2 separate regions of the Oryctolagus cuniculus genome follow, and region 2 is linked to region 1. A link is a contact called in public Micro-C data. All regions are on one chromosome and are shown on one strand. The core of a region is the stretch at or near the end of the contact, and the rest is flanking DNA. Distances in the headings are between cores, read along the strand shown. Region 1 holds the start of NUDT7 (nudix hydrolase 7). Region 2 holds the start of WWOX (WW domain containing oxidoreductase).

The links. Hi-C and Micro-C count contacts between places; a contact is called where the count stands out from the background.
Region 2: a Micro-C map of ear pinna shows a contact between it and region 1, with 5 times the contacts expected there. The contact joins the promoter of WWOX here to the promoter of NUDT7 in region 1. A contact is called at or near these places in 2 of 6 Hi-C or Micro-C datasets (ear pinna and an unstated tissue).

The regions. Positions count from the first base shown.
Region 1 is chr18:60,112,766-60,115,581 of mOryCun1.1, reverse strand. It overlaps NUDT7 (nudix hydrolase 7), which reads right to left and starts at 1,374. Exons shown (of 4, transcript XM_051847030.2): 1 at 1,151-1,374. The coding sequence starts at 1,245.
Region 2 is chr18:60,447,409-60,450,373 of mOryCun1.1, reverse strand. It overlaps WWOX (WW domain containing oxidoreductase), which reads right to left and starts at 1,420. Exons shown (of 9, transcript XM_002711692.5): 1 at 972-1,420. The coding sequence starts at 1,078.

The DNA.
Region 1 (2,816 bases), core at 125-2,624:
TGTCTGCTCTTCCAGGCGGCACGGTGCTCCTGAAACGCAGCTGAGTAACAGCAGTGGAGTTCACGGATGACCAAGCGGCCTGAAAAGTCACCAAGTTCTGGCTCCAGGGGCTTCAGATGGCACCGATGGGCACAGCCCACGCCCAGGAAGGCAATGGGAGTCCCGCGTGTGTACTTGTTACTGCACAACACCCCAACCTGGGTGGAGGCCTTTCTGTAGGACCCCCAAACTGGGCCCACTCGCGACGAGCAGAAGCCAGTCACTGACGGGAGCGTGAGCGAGGTGGAAGAAGGCAGGGACTGGTTGCACAGCGCAGGCCCGCTACTGCTTAGCCCCCAGGCTCCTGGAGGAGCTAAGGTGCACGGTTAGCTTGTGTCTAGGATCCTGGTTGGTCAGTGATGCCGTGCCCTTCAGGGAATTTATGGTGGCCGGGGGTCTCCAGTTGGCCTGGGGGTTACGTGAAGGTGGCAGTGACCTTCTGCCCAGACCTGGAATACTCCACAACAATCAGTGCAGGCCGATGCTGGCCATCTTATCAGAAGCAAGGCTCCTTCATCCAGTGGTCAGAACCTTGGAACCCAGCTGGGTCACGCCCTCTGGTCAGTGAATTCCTTCCCATCAAGGGCAGGTGAAGAGAGATAAGAGGCTGGGTCCTGCTTTCACATTATGGGGGTTCGGGTTCAGGCTGAGCTACCACGCCGGCCTCTAGGGAGAAGCCCAGAGCCGCAGGGCAAGGCTGTAAAAACCTGTTCCTTCAGTCCGGGGCTGGCCCGTGGCAAGATCACCAAGAACACCAACTACGCCAGAGTGACGTCACCGAGACCCCCCAGATCACGACCGGAAGCCGCCCCCCCCGGGGGGGCTGATCTCAGGGCTGCCGGGTGCGGGGGCTGGACCGCCTTCAGGGGGTCTCAGGGCCCGCAGTGGAGACGCGGTTTGCGTCAAGAGCGAAACAGCCAGGAAGGGGCCAAACCCGCGCGTGTGTGAACCCTGTCAGCTGAAGCCGGCTCTGTGGCTGGCGGGGTACACTGCGGGCAGCTGGAGCCAGGGCCCGAGTCCTGCCGGCGGGTGGACTGGCGGGGGCCGCAATATCGGTCACAGACAAAGACCTCGACGGCCCCCGCCAAGGTCAAGGCCGGGAAGGCTTTACCTGTCAAGTTCCTGAGGAACACAGAGTCGCGACATAGTCCGGGGAATGTTTGTTTCCGGTCGGAGACTCCTCGAGGGCGCTCCCCGGACGGGCATGCGCAGAGCAGCACTGGACCTGGGGGCGGGGCTGCTGAGAGGTAGGGAAAGGGGCGGGGTTGAGCGGTGGGCGGGGCCTTAGAGCTGAGGCGAGGGATGGGATGGGGCGCGGCTAGACATTGCGCAGGGGGCGGGACGGAGGCGGGGCCTGAACCAGGGGGCGGGGCAGGGCGGGGCTGGCCCGGGGAAGCCCGGCTTGTGAGACGCAGGTGGCGCTGACCAGAGCGCCGCGGTTCTCTGGGTGTGGCGCTGCGGGCATGGCCTCAGCCTCACTCCGGGCCCTACCGCTGGAAGCCGGGCCGTGTGGGCTGTGAAGATGCCCAGGGTCTGTGAGCCGCTGCCGCAGGGGCCGAGCGGGGCGTGAGGCCGGGAGAGCCAGGAAGACCCCACTCCGGGCAGGAGAAGTCAGAGAGCCAGGGAACAGGGCGAGCTGAGGTTGGGCAGGCCCGGGGGACGCAGCGTCTGGGGCCCGGAGCAGTGTTAACCGCCCACGGAGATGTTTTCTCTGAAAAGTCTTGCAAAACCAAAAGAGGGAAGTGAGTGTAATAATGTGCAATATGTCATCGTGTCGCTTGGCTCATTTCCATCCTAACACCAATGCAGAGAAAAGAGAATTTTTTAAAAGATTTATTTATGTGTTTGAAAGGCAGAGTTACAGAGACAGTGAGAGAGAGAGGTCTTCTATCTGCTGGTTCACTCCCAAATGGCCGCAAGGGCCGGAGCTGGGCCGATCTGAAGCCAGGAGCCAGGGGCTGCTTCTGGGTCTCCCTCGTGGGTGCAGGGGCCCAAGCAGTTGGGCCATCTTCCGCTGCTTAGCATGGAGTTGGATTAGAGATGGAGCAGCCGGGACTCGAATCCGTGCCCCTATGGGATGTCAGCTCTGCAGGCATGGGCTTAACCCACTACACCACAGCGCAGCCTGGAGAATTCATTTTTCAAAGTATTTTATCGGAGGAGGAAAAGTTAGCATGGTAAGCCCTTGTACAGAGAGCTGCAGCCCAAATCTGTGACTTCCTCCCGATAGTGACAATGGCAGTCACACACGCACACACACACACACAGGAACATCCTTGTCCCTCGGGGCAACCTCCATGAACAGGATGGTTTCGGTGGAAGCATTATGGGCCTCTGTGAGGATACTTTGCAGTCGGTGCAAAATGGAATTAAAAGATAAGTTGGTTTTAGTGCAGGAAAAAGAAAATCCATGAGTATAGGGCATCTTCAGAAAGTTCATGGAAAAAGTGAAGTATGAAAAGCTACGCATGGATTTTTTAAAAAGTTGGCACAAAAATATGTCTTTTAATTACATCTTTTGATAATTTTATTTTATTTATTTATTTTAAAGATTTATTTATTTGAAAGGCAGAGTTACAGAGAGAGAGAGAGAGAGAGAGAGAGAGAAACTTCCATCCACTGATTCACTCCACAAATGGCCACAACAGCCAGGGCCAGGCCAGGCCGAAGCCAGGAGCCAGGAGCTTCATCAGGTCTCCCACGCAGGTGCAGGAGCCCACCCTCTGCTGCTCTCCCAGGTGCATTAGCAGGGAGCTGGATGAGACACTGAGAAGCCG
Region 2 (2,965 bases), core at 171-2,670, 330 kb before region 1:
TCGCTGTGTGTGCTAGAAGAATGAACTCAGCGGAGCTTGTCTTGCTCTGCTCTGCTCCCCACCTGGCCACGAAAGGCAGCGGCGTGTCGCCGTCTTGGGTGGAGCAGACTCGCTGGGAGGATTTCACAGCCTACCGGGGTAGGGTGGGGGGGATGGGCCCAAATGCATTAAGTCACCATCTCTGGAATCAGGGACCCGGGAGAAACTTAGTTCTCCACGCCGCCAGGCGACGGGTGATCCGCCGCACCTGCAAAGCGCAGACAACACAGCTCCCCGGGAGCGGGGAGTCCGCTGAAGTGCGTTCTCTACAGAGACCCGAAATGCCCCAGGTGCTCCTAACACCAGGCCAGGGCGGGTGCTGGCACAGCCGCAAAGCCACCAGCACAGGCTGCTTCTGAACAGTCTCTCAGGCCCCGTGCAGACTGCTGCAGGCGCACGCCCTGGACTATGGACCCATTCTGCAGATGACACAACTGAGACTACAGCTTTCCTTCAACGGCCCGCGGGCACACAGGTCTCCCAAATGCTCCCCGGCAACGAAAGCTGAGCTGCGCAGGCCATTTGCGGGGAGAAACACACACACTCCTGGGCTTGCAACCCAGATCTCCACGGAGGGCACTGGCCATTCGCCATTTTTTTTGGGGGGGGGGGGGTTCATGTTTTTTGTTTTCTTTTTTTAAACGTCTCCATCTGTCAGGGGCGGGGGGCGGGGGGGCCAAGCCCCAGGGGTCACTGCTGCCCCTGCAGTGCCGCCGCCTCAGCAGCAGAGGGCGCGCCCGCACGCTGCCAGGGGCACCCCCGCGGGACCCCCGCGGGACCCAGGGCCCACAAAGGGGCCCGGCCCCTTGCGCGGACCCCGCGGACTCGCGCCGGCCTCTGCGAGGCGGAGCGCGGGGCCCGCGCGGGCGGCGTCCCGGGCGCCAGAGGCCGTCAGGGGTCCCGGAGCGTCCCAGGCCCGGCGGCCCCCTTACTTGGCATAGTACACCCAGCCGTCCTTGGTGGTTCTCTCCTCCCAGCCCGGGGGCAGCTCGTCCTCGCTGTCCGTGTCGTCCAGGCCCGCGTAGCGCAGAGCCGCCATGGCGGACACAGGAGGCGCGCGCTCGCCCGGTCCCCTCAGCCGCCGGGTCGCCTAGCCCAGGAACTCACTCCCGCTTCAACCGAGCGCCGCGCGCGTCGGGGCCCGACCGCTCGCGCCTGCGCCCTGCGCCCCCGCGGCCGGCGAAGCCGACTCCGCAGCTTCGATCCAGCCTCCCGAGTTTGCCGGCTGCTGGCGCCAAGGGTGGGCGGAGCCTGAAGAGAGCAGCGGCTTGGGCACGGAGAAGGCGGCCCCGCCGCTCGGCTGAAAGGAAAAGCCGGAGACCGCTCCGGGAGGCAGGTGACGGAGCGGAGCTTCCTCATCCACCTGACAGCAGGGAAGGGGCGTGCGCAGCCAGTCAAGGGCCAGGACTTCGCCCGTTGCTGGGCGACCCGTAATCACTTCCGCGTTGTCCTGACCAATCCTGCAGGAGCCCCGAGCCGTGGGGCATTCTGGGAAATGTAGTCCAAAGCCTAGCCGGACTAGAAGGTGGTGCAGCTTTCTGTTGGAGTGGCCAGGGTTCTAGCCTCTGAGTGTTTCAGAGCCTTAAGGACAATAAACGTTTCTGGTTAAAAAACCAACCAGGGCTTCTCATGACCCAGAATGATTCACAGGATTTTTCTGTGCCTATAAACACAATTTCATGGAACCTGGAGGACTTATAATCCGAATTCCTCTTGCAGCCATAGCACGGTTCTACTGATAACAGTGGATGTTGCTTATGAGGCATTTAGTGCAGGGTCTGGGCCACCAAATCATGAACTATGTCTCCCACATACCCACACTTCTGTGACGTGGGCACAACTCAGGAAGGGTGGGCAACACCCAAGGAGGCATGGCAAAATGATATATTAAAAAAAAAAAAAAAAAGACCGGTGCCATGGCTCACTAGGCTAATCCTCCACCTGCGGCGCCGGCACCCCGGGTTCTAGTCCCAGTTGGGGCGCCAGATTCTGTCCCGGTTGCTCCTCTTCCAGTCCAGCTCTCTGCTGTGGCCCGGGAAGGCAGTGGAGGATGGCCCAAGTGCTTGGGCCCTGCACCCGCATGGGAGACCAGGAGGAAGCACCTGGCTCCTGGCTTCTGATCGGCACAGCGGGCCGGCCATAGCGGCCATTTGGGGAGTGAACCAACGGAAGGAAGACCTTTTCTATGTCTCTCTCTCACTGTCTAACTCTGCCTGTCAAAAAAAAAAAAAAACCTTGGTTCCCAGAGCTGTTACAGGGACACCTACCTTTAACCATGATTTTTCTACCCTAAGTTTCAGAGAATGAATATTCTAAGGAGCCAGGTGTGTTGCCTTATGTCTTAAATCCCTAACGTGGTTTTGGTTATCGGATTCTGCTCTGCCTGCGCTTTGTGAGACAGCCTTGCTTCGCTGTCCTTGTCTAAACAAAAGCTCACTGGATAAATAAAAAGCACCTTTTCGTTCTACCACGCCGGCCGTGTCATCTCGAACCTGCCGTAACACAACTTTTCTTAGGTTCCTGTCCGTTTATATCGGCTACCATTAACTTGCTGTTCTGCTTACTTGACTTGAATCTCATTCCCTTATCCCCTAAGCCCACCTCTTCCTGTGCTACAAATAGGAAATCAGGCCACAAGGTTCCCTGACTATGGGGGATGGGAGTGAATGAGGTCTAAATGATTAGCCTCAAGTTCTTCAGTCACCTGCACCCTCTGACTGTTTAGATTTACTTGCTTTGCCTTGGTACCTGTTGCCTGTGGCTTGGCCTCACACCAGACAGTGATACAATATGGTGTCCCCAAACCTGGTAGAATTCTAAGCTTCTGGACCAATCCTTTGCTGCTCTTAACACATTAACAGTCCCCTCCACTGCAATGAGACTTTCTCAACCTCAGTGCTACTGATATTCAGAGCCTGATAATTCC